2 separate regions of the Mus musculus genome follow, and region 2 is linked to region 1. Evidence: chromatin contacts called from public HiChIP or PLAC-seq data. All regions are on one chromosome and are shown on one strand. The core of a region is the stretch at or near the end of the contact, and the rest is flanking DNA. Distances in the headings are between cores, read along the strand shown. Region 1 holds the start of Slc15a1 (solute carrier family 15 (oligopeptide transporter), member 1). Region 2 has its middle 35 kb from the start of Dock9.

Evidence for each region. HiChIP or PLAC-seq counts read pairs in DNA pulled down with a chosen protein or histone mark.
Region 2: an H3K27ac HiChIP or PLAC-seq map of embryonic stem cells shows a contact between it and region 1, with 5 read pairs. The contact joins the enhancer-like site here to the promoter of Slc15a1 in region 1. A contact is called at or near these places in 2 of 484 Hi-C or Micro-C datasets (both in embryonic stem cells), 1 of 115 datasets of contacts at active chromatin or transcription factors (embryonic stem cells) and 2 of 9 other capture datasets (embryonic stem cells and liver).

The regions. Positions count from the first base shown.
Region 1 is chr14:121,503,906-121,510,926 of GRCm38.p6, forward strand. Slc15a1 (solute carrier family 15 (oligopeptide transporter), member 1) reads right to left here and starts at 1,349. Exons shown (of 23, transcript NM_053079.2): 1 at 1,314-1,349. The coding sequence starts at 1,317.
Region 2 is chr14:121,729,559-121,736,423 of GRCm38.p6, forward strand. It overlaps a transcript of Dock9 not described here. Among named protein-coding and RNA genes, the nearest start is that of Dock9, 35 kb to the left of the region's middle. Within about 2 kb of position 2,818, at least 116 of the 459 cell types and tissues checked have an H3K27ac peak or open chromatin away from gene starts, as enhancers often do. A contact at or near this core is called in embryonic stem cells, where this site is marked.

The DNA.
Region 1 (7,021 bases), core at 99-2,598:
AACTGCCAACCATTGTTTTCACCAGGGGGAGTCACTATAACTTTTAATTATCTTTTCCATTTCCTTGCTCTTGATATTGAAAAGCTGAGACATCCACAAATCAAAGCCTGATTTGATTACAAGTCACTGGTCCCTATTCCCATGCCAAGCAAAACTCCAGCAGAGGACCAGTTAGTTCAATAAGGAAACACCCATTGCTTTGGAACACTATGCGTCCAACAGTTCTGTATTCTTTTCTTCCCACCAGAGCTATCTGTTAGAAGGGCAAAATGCATCTCACACAAAGCAGATCCTGTGGTAACTTGGGGACCTGGCATCAGAGTCCAATACAAGCATCTTAAGGCGGCTCTCTGCAAGGTACAAGCGGCAGCCGGGAGGGGGATCCGGAGCCCCTCTTAGAAGCTGGGTGCAGTATGTAGTCTGATGCTGTTCATCTCAAATGACATGAGAAATCTGTTCCGAACAGCAATTTGCTACAGCCAAAGTTCAAGGTGTGACTCACTCCCTTGCTGCTACTTCTCAAACTCCTGCTGTGACCCAGGGGGTCACCAGGCCCCCATGGGCGCTCTGTACTGAGGCAGGAACAAAAGGCTAGCAAGGGGCAACATGAACACGATGCAGGGAGACCAAGCTGGAGCTCTGCTGCCAGTGTCCATGAAGCCCGAGAAGCAGGGGTTGGCCATCAAAGCGGAATTTTGGGGGAGTCAGCTTGTTACCCCAGCTTTAGGGGGACCGGTGGCCTCAAGGTCTGTGGTTCTAAGTTACTCCCAGAGGCAGCTTACTTTGAAGCAGGGCAGGCACCGAGCTGCCTCTTAGTTCATAGGCTGATACTCCTACTCTCGTCTCGTGTGCCTTTTCTGAGGACAGCAGTAGAACCAGGAACGGTACAGAGAGGCGCCAGGGATTCCCATGAGAATTCCAGGGTCACCCTCTTTGCTAGAGGCAAGCACAGAACCAAAGTTCCATGTTGCGCCCTGAGGCCCCCAGTACGCCCTTCCTGCCATCACCGGCAGAAAGCACTCAACTCCAAGGCCACAGACACTTGGCACCGAGAGAATGAAAACCCGAGAGTCTAAGAGGTAGGAGGGCGGAGAGTAGTGCGTTTATTCCCCCAACCTTGGCGTCTGACCACCTCGGAGGAAACGTCAAGAGTGGCTACCTCCTGCCCAGGTTTCCAGCCTCCAACCAGTCGGTTCCCTGCGGCCAGTGAGGAGTCGTTCCCTATCCCCCGGTGGCACCTGCTCCGCAATCTCCCTGCGACAGAAGTGTCCCTGATCCCGACGACCCCGCCCCAGCTGCCCGTGCTCACGTACCCATTGTGGTGGCTCCAAGGCTCCGGACGGGCGACTGGCAAGCAGGAGTTCAGCCTCCCTTACTTTGTTTCCAGGCCCTGCCCAGCTGGCTACCTGTGTGACTGTAGGAGTGCAAGGCGGGGCCGGCTGGGCTCCACCCTTGAAGGAACCGAGGCTAACATCGCTTAACCCTGCTGCAGGATACCTGTCCCTAGGACGCTGGTCCCAGACCCTCTGGAGCAGGACAGATGAAGCTGTCCCAAGTAACGGGGTGGGCGTAGGGGGAGGTGGTGGCAGGGATCTGGGGCCACGGACTCCCTTTGTGAGTGGTCACTAGGAGGCTTGATTGATCCGGTTGATCTGTGGTTGATAAGCGGGTCGCCAGGCACCATGCTAGGACTTACTGAGTCAAGAAAGCAGGACTTGCATGTTTGGCAGTCTAAAGGGCTTGGGCCGCCGCTGGGATCCCACTTAACAAACAACAGCTCAGAGAACCGCTCTACCTTGTTTGGGGAAGCATAAAGGGACTATAGCAGTTTGTGTCTGTGTCCTTGAACTTGCTGTGCAGCCAGAGACCTAGCGTCCTGACCCTCCTGCATCTCTCCTCCCCAGCTCTGCGATTACAAGATTGTAATACTTGGCCTGGCCATTTTTCTGCTTTCTGGTCAGCCTTGAAGAAGTTAAGGCTCTGGATGTTTACAGGGGAGCATTAAAGATGGGACATGAAAATGGGTTTCAATCATTTGTTTATTTATTCATTTATTTATTGAGAAAGAGACTGCCTCCCCAGCCTCAGCTCATCTACCATCTCAATTTCTCTGTTTCTTCCTCCCCAGTGCTCAGTTATCCCTCTCACACCCCACAGTTGTCTTTGTCCGTGTGATGTATACAGTATTCAGTGACCATCCTGAGCATTAAGTACATTCACCAACATCGTCCCGGCTACAGAACTTCATCTTCCAAGCTGAAGCTCCGTGGCCTTTAAACAACAGCTCTGCCGTGGCTTCCCCAGTCTCTGGTTGTCAATACTTTACTTCTTGAGTCAGACACCCCCACCCCGACCACCAGGTGTCTTGTGTGGGCAGACTGTGCAGATCCTCTGTTCTGTGGCTTCTTCCAGTTAGCAAAGTGTTCTCCAGGCTCAGCCATATTCTTGCATGGGTCAGAACACCCTTTAAGGGTTGATGAGTCTTCCACATTCGCTTTGTTTATTCAATCACCTGCCCTTAGGAACTCCCAGCCACCCTGCTGGGAGGTGGGGGTGGGGGTGGAGCACAGGAAGCCCTTTCTCAAAGGCAGCGGCCCTGCCTTCCCTGACTTTTGGGAGGAAGACGCTCCTTTTACCCTTGAACTGTTGCTACTCCCAGGGTAACAGCTGAGTTCGCTGAAAGATTAGTGACTGCATAAGGTGGGAGGTGTTGCCTTGGCCAATGGGAAGGGAGAGCAGACACCGGGTGCTGGCCAGTGGTGGCGACAGAGAGGTGAGGTTTCCTTTGGTTGTTTCCTCTGCAGGGTGAACTTTGTGTTGTTGAGGTCATAAGCTTCGCACATCTTAGGATGTCCGTGGAAGCACTCCGGCTTGCAATCAGGTTTCCAGTGTGGTCCTGATTCATTATCAACATCTACCCCATTCATGCACGGAATCAGAAACTCTGGGGCCCCGGACAGCAGCTGGTGACTTGGTGCTCAGGAGGCCTGTGCTGTGTCTCTTCTGCTTACCCTCACTGGAGCAGGGCTCATTTATCACCTCCACGGTCAAGTGCTAGGGCCTGTGCACCGGACAAACGGAAACAGCATGGTCCTATGTCCACCGAGCATGTGTTCTGTGTCCTGCAGGCTGGGTTGCTCCTTGGTGCTGGGTGAGGACAGCAGATCTGGGAGTCTATGTCCTCTACACTGAGAGTCACACTGTGTGGGCCTCTTCTTTGACCTCACTCTTCCAGGTCTTAGCTTCTCTAACAGATCAAAAGGTTCAGCAGCTTAAAAATACCAGAATGGTACCATCTCCTGGTTCTGGAGGCAGAAGTATTAACCAGGCAGGGCCCTGTGCTCCCTCTGAGAGCTCCAGGGAGGATCCTTTCTGGCATCTGCCAGCTCCTGATGATACCTGTGGTCCCTGCTGCGGCCACTACTTCATCTTCACACAGCCTCTGCCTCTCTCTCCTCTAAGGACATCAGCTCTGGGGAGGTTGAGGAGGGGAATTTGAAGCATTAGGAAAGCAAAGTCATTTGGTCTGAGGAAAACGCATCTGGGGAGATGTTGCTGAGAAACAGGCCCAAGCTGTCTGTCACACGCGATAGCTCACCACTAACAATTCTTTACCTTAGCTTCACCTCCCTAAGATGTTGACTTTAAAGAGAAAAGTCATAACTTGATACCATCTTGACCAAGTGGCCCAGGTCAACCTCACCAAGAATAAGACGTGACATCATGCCCTAGACAGAAGAGGCCAAGACAGTCATAATACTGATTCTGGAAAATTCCTGTCCCTAACAAATTAAGGGGAAAGACAATGAATGTCACAAGAACGTACTAGTCCACTTCCAAAATATGAAGTTTCCAAAACCAATAAGAGACCAGACTCAGTAGGCTGAATCTCTTTGTATGTTACACAAACATGCACATACGAATACACACATGCACACACATGCATGTACTCATGTGCACACATGTAATGATAGTTATAGAAGAGAGGTCATGAATGGGGGGATAAGAGAGAGAGGGATGATATAAATAAATACACTATTCTTGTTTGAAATTCTTAAAGAAGTAAATTAAAATATTTCATTTATGTACCAGACAGTGTTTTAGGTATATTTATAGAGCTGTACAACTGTCACCTCAGTTGACTTTAGAACATTTTCATTACCCCAGAAGAAGCCCTATATATGGTGCCACCACTGCCAATAATCCCATTTCCCCAAGCCCCAGCTAACTACCAGTCTACTTCCCACCTCCACTGATTTGTGCTCTAGACACTTCTTGGATCTTCTGGGGCTGCTTGCTTTCACAGCAACTACTGTCTTGTCATTTGTTCTTATAGAAATTAACCTCTGTAATTGTAAATAACAAAATTATGCTTCTGTATCAAGATGTATTAGCTCTAAACTTTATGTAATGACCTGCTACTGTGAAAAGGACATTATGACCAATTAAAGTTCTTCTTTTATAGCACCTCCCCACACCCTTTCAATTAAATAGTTTTACTGTTTTGATTTTAGATCTGCACCTGTGCTTTTCAATAACTTTATATATGTAATTATTTGTCTTGATAATGTTTTCTTGCTTTCCAAAGGGAGGGTACTGAAGTCTTTCATCTAACAAGGTCTGATTCTCTCTCTCTTCTCTCTCACTTTTGCATGGTCAGAACTGGTAGTATTTATGGCATGTTTCATAATAGTCTTTTGTGAATGATTAAAGGATAACCCTAAAATCAATACCCAATACATATCATTATCTTATTTGGTTTATGTAAATGTCAGCTACAGAACCAAGCAATAGAATAGGATCACATTTTCTTCTAGATGGCTTCAGCATTATGTTCCAGTGTCACCCCGAGGTGAATGCTTCCAGTTCACTGTCAAACAGATTGCTTTATACAACCCTCTTCTGCCCACTGCCACCACCCTCTCCTCTTCTCATCCATCTGCTCAGCATGGTCTTGCTATACAGCCCAGCCTGCTTTTTTCATATCCCTCCCTCCTCAGTGTCCTGAGTGCTGGGATTATAGGTATATTCCCTTCTGCCTAGCCTCTTTTCTTCCTGTTTATAACTGCATTTTTCCTAATAAAATAAATACATGCTTTCATCTAATTCTGAAGGTTGTCAGGCATTCTTTTATGTCAGCCACCGGTGCACGTTGACCCCACAGAGATCTGCATCAATACTAGTCAGCTCTAATCTCCCAACTCCCAGAGAGCTAGTTGTTAAAGATTTACCAACATGTGATTGGAGAAGAGGTTGACCAGGAAGTGTCATTTAGGGCTATGTGGGTGGGGCTTCAACTTCCAGTTTCCCAATAATGAACACATCAGCCCTTTCAGGTATCACAGGCCTGGCTTTCATCAGTTCTTTGAATAGATCACACCTCTGAATCACAGATAAGAACATTTTCTAATTCTAAAATGACAAACATATTTTTTTAGGAGCTTTATGTAATTATGTTTCTGTTTTTGTGTTTTCAATACTTCTGTGAAGAGACACCATGACCAAGGCAACTCTCAAAAAAGGACATCATTTAATTGGGGCTGGCTTACTGGTTCAGAGGTTCAGTCCAATATCATCAAGGCAGGAACATGGCAGCATCCAGACAGACATGGTGCAGGAGGAGCTGAGAGTTAATTCTACATCTTCATCTGAAAGCTGCTAGAAAACTGGCTTCCAAGCACTAGGAGGAGGGTCTTAAAGTACATACTCACAGTGACATACATAGAGGCTGTACTTACTCTAACTCTAACAAGGCCACACCTCCTAAAAGTCCCACTCCCTGGGCCAAGCATATTCAAACCACCACAAATACTATGAACTAGATTGGGACTTTACCCAAAGCAGTGAGCTATCTCAGTTCAGTTGTTGTTGTTGTTGGTTTTGTATTTTAGATTGAAGGCCTGCACCACTGTCAGGCTCAGCTGGAACCTTAAATATTTTTGTTTGTAGTTTTGTATTGCTTTAGTGAGACATGGTCTCATTATGTAGCTATGGCTGTCTAGGAACTCACTATGTAGACCAGGTTGGCCTTGACCACATAGAGACCCGCCTGGCTCTGCCTTCTGAGTACCAGGACTAAAGGTGTGTACCACTACACCCAGATCAAAACTTTATATAATTATTATTTATTTGTTTAATTTTATTTTTTAAATTAAAATATACTTATGTAACTTACATTTAGTTTCTTGATCTACTTTGAATGAATTTCAGGGAAAGGTAATGGTGGAAGCTATTTATTTTAGTTGTTACTCATTCTGGATATCCCAATACCATTTGTTAAAAGGGCTGTTTTTTTTTTTTTTCTCCCACTGAAAGCTCTGGAACCTTCATAATTGAACCACTGAACAAAAATATAAAGGCATTGCGTTTGCACCTTGCCCTCTGTTCCACTGACCTGTGTATATGTCCTCTGGAAAGACAGACCTCACAGCCAGTTTGGAAATCTGGTAGTTGAAGTTTTCCAACTTTGTTCCATTTTTCAAGATGGCAGGAGTTACATGACAAAACACTTCCTGGAGAGATGCAACACAGTTATCTGTTCACCTCAGATACAGAGACATGGCAGACCAAGGTACAGAAAATACCCAAGTCCAACTTGGTGAACCATGAGTTTTATTGGGGTTACTTACAGGAAGATGGACAAGTAGAAGTGACTCAAGGACAGCTACATCACCAAAGCCCACCCCAGCACAGGTGACAGCTCACAAAGCTGGGAACCTGGAGCACACCATACAGCTTACTACACAGCCTATAAGCATCTCAATTGGTTGGAGGGAGTTCTTTCCAGGTGCCTAAGTTGGCCTAAACCTCTTCCAGGAAGTTTGGTTTCTCCTTCTCCCAGGCAGCTGGTCTTGTCTCAGTCTTCTTTGCAGCTTGGCTTGTCTGAGAGTCTTCACAGCTTAACTCTGAGAAGGACTCTCAGCTTTTATGGCATACTCTGGCAGGGAGAGACCTAGTGAATATGGTCAGTTTCAGGGTCTTCCTGCAGCTGTTTTGAGTTGTTTACCTTCCTTAATAAAGA
Region 2 (6,865 bases), core at 1,568-4,067, 230 kb after region 1:
AGCCATCCCAGCCCTAAAAGGGCGAAGACCTCCCAGAACAAACACATTCCATCCTTTCAGTGGAACATTTCAGAATTCTCCCAGGACATGGAAGAATGCTAAAGCTTCCAGAAGCAGAGGCTAGACCAAGGCTGATGTACTCGCCAAAGCAGACCAGGATCCAAGTCTCTGCAATCTGATTAACAGGGAACCCCATCAGCAGCTGAACAGAGGGCGAAACTGAAGGCCACCCTTCAACAGGGGGAGAACACAAACTTGCTTGCCTTGAGAAATGTTTTTAAACGCATTATTATAGGGGGACAGAGACAGGAGCACATGCCACAACACAGACGTGAAGGTCAGAGGATATGAGTCAATTATCAACTTCCACCACGTAGGCACTGGGGATTGAACTAACATCATCAGGCTTGGTGGCGAGCACCCTTACCCACTGAGCCATCTAATAGCTCTTCTCTTGAATTTTTTTAAACTCCTTATTTTCTGCCAAACAATCCACAATATAGACCAAGACCCTTTAAAAGTAAGTATTCCGCCGGGCGTGGTGGCGTACGCCTTTAATCCCAGCACTTGCAAGGCAGAGGCAGGCAAATTTCTGAGTTCGAGGCCAGCCTGGTCCTCAGCGTGAGTTCCAGGATAGCCAAGGCTACACAGAGAAACCCTCTCGAGGAAAAAAAAAAAAAAGTAAGTATTCCCTGATCTAACTATTCCAGGTCTAGAAGCAACAAAAGCAATCTGATAAGCATGTACAACACGTATATAAGGATGCTTACCATAATGGGAGTGGGGGGTGGGGAGCAATCATGAGTACTGATTAAATGAAATGTTCCAGGGCTGGAGAGATGGCACAGAGGTTAAGAGCACTGGCTGCTTTTCCAAACGACCCAGGTTCCATGTTCAGCACCTACACAGCAGCTCACAACTGTAACTCCAGTTCCAGGCCATCTGAACCCTCACACAGACATGCATGCAGGCAAGACACCAACCAATGCACATAAAATAAAAATAAATGAAAAATTTCCCAGCACTTGGGAGGCAGAGGCAGAAGGATCCCTGTGAGTTCAAGATCAGCCTGGTCTACAGAGCAAGTTCCAGGACAGTCAAGCTACACAAAGAAACCCTGTCTCAAAAAACATGAATGAATGAATGAGTAAATGAATACATAAACACAAAATGTTGCATACATAAGATGAAACACTATTAAGAATGAGATGTGGCCCCAAATGCCAGCCCTGGTTCCACTGGCCCCTGAAGTGGCTGGAAGAAAGGCATCCAGGTACCTGCCACCAAGGCCCAAGTATGGGTCGGCCGTCCTGTTGCAGCTGGCATCTGTGTCAATGTCTGTGGCCCGAGTTACCACCAAAAGCCAAGCAGATATCTGGGCTGGGCTGCCACCAGAGACTATGTGGGATATCTGAGGGCCATGCTGCTGCAGGGGTGGGGGTCGGGGGGGGGGGGGGTGTAAATCTAGGTCCAAGGTCTTATGGCAGTTGAGATCAAAGCCCATGCAGATATCCTTGGTCTGGATGGCTGCCTGAGGCACTGTGCTGATATGGCCCCACCCCTTGCCTGGGTAACACAGTAGAGCTGACCCTGACTGCAGGGGAGTGGGTGGGCTGACCAGAGGGTGTGAGAGTGGGAAGCTGACCCCGCCTCTCATCTGCTGTAGGGTGGTAGGGGCAGGGAAGAGAAGCTCTCCCCCCACCTCACCCCTCAATGCCTGCAGCAGGCGGGTGAACATCCTCCAAGGTCAAGAGCCAGAGAGGTGGCCCTGCTCCTTTCTAGCTGCAGAACTCTGGAGAGGGAGCCCTACACCTTGCCTGGGCAACACGATAGAGCTGGCTCTGGTGGCAAAGGCACAGAACAGGTATATGAATCTGGTGGGGCAGAGAAAGACACAATTGAGACCCTACTAACATCAATGCTTTTTTTAATGAGCATATCTGTGATCTATATATATGGATGATACCCTGAAATATTTTGTCTTGAGATATTTATACCAATCGTTTTCTCTGTACAGTGGACATAAGGCTCTCAATTTCCACAATCAGTGTTTTCTGCCTGTTATAGTTTAATGAGTGCTAAAATAAATAAATCTCACTGTTAAGTAAAATGGTGCATACTGATGAAGCCTTGGAGCAGGTCTTCCTCTGCAGTAGACAGGCCCCGCCCTCTCCCCACTCTGCAGCAGGCAGGTTCTGCCCTTCTTCCTCTGCAGCAGACAGGTCCCATCCCCACCTCTTCTCCAACAGACAAGTCCCACCCCTCCCTTCTTCCTCTGCAGTTTGTTAGGACCCGCCCCTCCTCCACTGCAGACAGTTCCTGCCTCATCTTTTTCTGAAATAAATAAGCCCCTCCCCGTCTTCCTCTACAGTTGATAGATCCCGCCCCCTCCTCCTCTGCAGACAGGTCATATCCCTCCTCCTCTGTAGTTGATAGGTCCAGCCCCTCCTCCTCTGTAGTAAACAGGTCCCGCCCCCTCCTCCTCTGTAGTAAGCAGGTCCCGCCCTTTCCTCCTCTGCAGCAGACAGGTCCTGCCCCCTCTTTCTCTGCTGAATGAAGGCTGCATGGCCAAGCAGTTGCAACTACACAGCAGAGTACCCACAGCTAAGATGCAGGGGGAAACTCAGACTGAGAGCCAACTGCGCCTCGAAAACATCAGCCCAACTCACTGCAGTGATCTAAACAGAGAGTTGAATCCACTGAGCATCATGAGGAAAGGCACTGAAGGAACACGGAAAACAAACTATCCACAGCCAAGGTCCTGCAGCGAGCGCTGGAACCTTGCAGGCAGTGCTGAGGCGTTGGTGGGTGCCCCAACACCGGAAAGCCACGAGGCTCCTCCCACCAGATGCAGCAAGGCAGGCAGAGGGTATTACTGAAGAACAATTACAACAAAGCCCAGCTTTTACTCTTCCCAAATGCCTCAAGCTCTTTAACACACCACCATTTTGCATTTACACCTTCTGCCTGCCCCCTAGTTCAATGCACCCCATCCCAAAGATATATACAGACACAAAAGAGAAGGGTGTCATCTATTCTGTGCTCTTCGAACAGTATCCAATGTCAAATGGCTGTTAATTAGCATACAAGTCAAAAGACCTTCACAGTCAATGGTTTTTGTAAGAACTAGAAAGGACCAAGTCTGAAGGAAGTTAAGTACTCAGAAAAATCTTGATGCTATGAAAGGCTAAATTCTATACTAGTTTAACCATGAAAAAAACTTCAATTTTAAGGTAGTAGGGACAAAAACTAAAATATTAAATTTACAATGAGCAAAATAAAGAGTTGCATTATCCCAGTATGATAATGGGATATAAATAACATGATAATAAATGATATACATAATGAAAGAAACTCAAGGGTCTGGAGAGACGGCTCAGTCAACAAAGGCCCTTCAAGTAGGACCTGAGTTCAATCCCTAAGAACCACATAAAAATGGCAGGTGCACTTGTAATTAGCACTGAGGGGTTAGAGACAGGCTCGCTGGCCAGTCTGGCCTTAGCAGTGAGCTCTGGGCCAAGGAGAGAACCTGTCTCAAATGAAGTGTACAGTGTTCCTGAGAATGGCACCAAAGATTTCCTCTAGCCTCCATGTGTGCAGCAGAAGTACATGTACACACAGGTACACACACGCACGTGTTCACGCGAGCGTGCACACACACACACACACACACACACCAAGAAAAATTGAAGACTAGTCGTTTTTTTTTTCTTCCTTTGTGCCCTTACTCCCGGTATGCAGCAGCAATCCGGTTCTAACTGACCAGCCTCTCTTTCCCTCAGCTATGATCAGCAGAAACACAATATATCACACACAGCAACACAAGAGGTGTTTACTTCTCCCACAACTACAGAAAGGAAGTCAAACTTGACAGTGCTGGCCTTGAGCAGAATGGGACTTTCTCAGAGGAAGAAAGTGGAACTGGCAATGTCTGCTTCAGCTTACGAGCTTTCCCTGCAGTGGAAGGTTTAGATGGACTGGCCTCCTGCCAGACAACCTATGTGCCACCCTCACATCAGCTACAGCAGCCTGGATGTGAGCATCTCCAGGGCTGCCGCTTGTCCAGCAAGAACAAGCAATCAGGACAAACTCCCAATGCACTGAGCTAATACGTCCAATTACTCTGTAAAGCAAAAATCCCGAGGAAAAATCTATACTCAAGAATGAGATCCCAACTCAATCTTCCACATCAATTGTGCTAGAACTGGCAGTCAACATTTAAATGGGAAGACTAGGGAAAGGTCTTAGATGGAAGCAGAGGAACCCGGAAGCAGTGTCATACCCAGAACACACTCGCACACCCGCACTCGTACGCACATGCACGCACGCGTGCACGTGTGTGCACGCACACACATACACACACACACGAATACACATACAATGGCATGCACTTGTAGTTCCAGAGCTGGCAGTTAGAGACAGACATATTCCTGAGAGTTGCCAGCTAGCCTTAGGTACTCTGCAAATTCCAGGCTGGTGTGAGACACTCTCATAAAACAAACCATAACATAGATGGAGCCTAAGAAAAGCATCCAAAGGCTGTGCTCTGGTCTCCACACATATATACAGGTACTCCAGGACACACATGTACAACCACACAGATAGATAGACAGACAGACAGACTGACTTGAACTTCAATCATTCTACACTTACCAGATAGGTTCGTTTTCCAGGGTAAATGGAGAGGATCCCTCGTCGTTTAAATATAAACAGAACCTTCCTGTAGACACTTTACATTCCCCAACCTTACAAAGCTGGAGACTGCACTCAAACATCTGCGCTTGACTTGCTTCTCTTGATGATCACAGGGAGGCCCCTCTTCACCATATAGCTCTCTGCTTGCTGATTTACATACTGCCTTATTCCAAAAGTGACTCACACACATAAGATCAAAATAAGCAGATGGGACCAGGCGTACTGTCACAAATGACAACCATGAAACAAGAAGCAAGACTTAATCGGTTAAAAGTCCTTCCGGTACTTGTACCTGTCAGAGTAGAGAGGGTCTCTCAGAAGTCTGAAACCCTATCAACTTCAAAAAAGTAGCCAGGTGTGGTGGTGCACACCTTTAATTCCAGATCTCAGGAGGTAGAGGCAAGTGGATCTCTGTGAATTTGAGCCCAGCCTGGTCTACACTAAGAATTTCAGGTTAACCAAAGCTCCATAATGAGACCCTGTCTTAAGAAAGAAAGAAAGAAAGAAAGAAAGAAAGAAAGAAAGAAAGAAAGAAAGAAAGAAAGAAAGAAAGGAAGGAAGGAAGGAAGGAAGGAAGGAAGGAAGGAAAGAAAGAAAGAAAGAAAGAAAGAAAGAAAGAAAGAAAGAAAGAAGAGGAGAGGGGAGGGGAGGGGAGGGGAGGGGAGGAGAGGAGAGAAAAGGCAAGGCAAGGCAAGGCGAGGCAAGGAAATCAAAGCAAGTTTGGAATGGTGGCACATGCCTTTAAAACAGCACTTAGGAAGCAAGTGAAATTTGAATCATACCAAGTTCCAGGCCAGCCTAAGAGACCCTATCTCAAACCACCCTCCACCCCCACATAAACACACTTATGCAGTTGTTACTCAGGAAAACACAATCATTAGGAATATGGTGAGAAGAGATTTCTCTCCAGGCTTGTCATAAAGAAGATAAAAACAAAAAACAAAAAAAAAACAGAAAAACAACAGCAACTATGCAACTGCTTACAATTGGCACAACGGGGCCCACCCTGAGAGCCTCGGACAAGTCAGTCACTTACTACCCTGCGATAAGTACCATTTTATCTGAATTCAGAAGATAAAGAGCAGATGAGAACGAGGAGCAGACAGATGACGCCCGCAGTCACACATCGAGGAAGTAATGGATGTAGGTTTTCAACCCTGAAGGCTGGCTTCAGAATCGCACTCTTTAAAGAAATAACAGTTCATTAATATGTATGTACGTATGTGTGTTTGTGGACAAGAATGCGCATGTGGATGTGGGTATTAAAGGAGGCAGAAGAAAGTCTCAGAGCCCCTCAGGTGGGTGAGACCCAGAGTCCAGTCCTCTGCAAGAGCAGCGAGTGCTCTTAAGCACTGAGCCACCTCCCCAGAATCACACTTATGTACCTCACTGCCTCTCACTGTCCCCACCCAAGCCAGCCTCACGCCCCCCCCCCCCATCATCCATTCTTACAGTGAGTGTCACTTCTCAGGAAGCTAGCTACCCATGGTGTGCTTCAGTATAGAACAGGAGAAAAATCGCAAAACTGGTCCAGAAGAAACTTCGCTGAGACCAAAACGTGGCTGTGAGGGTATCCATCTGGCTCTGGCTGGTGAGCAGATCCTGGAGATTTCTAGTCTCTACAGATAGGGGGCGCTCATGTTTCAGCCTATCCCACCATGAACAAACACAGTCCCTCCTACAGGGTTTGGTATGCACTGAGTGGTTAGAGACTATAAAGCAGTAGTCTTCACCTTCTTAAGGCTGTGACCCTTTAATACAGTTGCTCATGTGGCGGTGACCCCCAACCAAAAACCACTTTTCGTTGCGACTTCACTACTGTAATTTTGCTGTTATGAATACAAGGATCTGTATTGTTGTAATACAAGGATCTGTGTGTCTGCCGATGGTCTTGGTGACCCTATGAAGGGGTTGTTGGATCCCCTCCCAGGTGTCAAGACCCACAGGTTGGAAACTGCAGCTGGAAGGGTGGATGCAGTTCAGTTGTTACCTGCTGACACTTCTGGCAAAGTCACACGTTGGAGGCATCACCAGGGCTACAGATAAGACAGACACCTTCCCAAACAAAGCTGGGGGCCCTAGCAAGGACCCTCATGTATCTGAAGATCAGGTCAGTGTGTTTTTGCATGGAGATGACCCAAGGTGACAGTGGGTAGGTCTTGCTGGGATG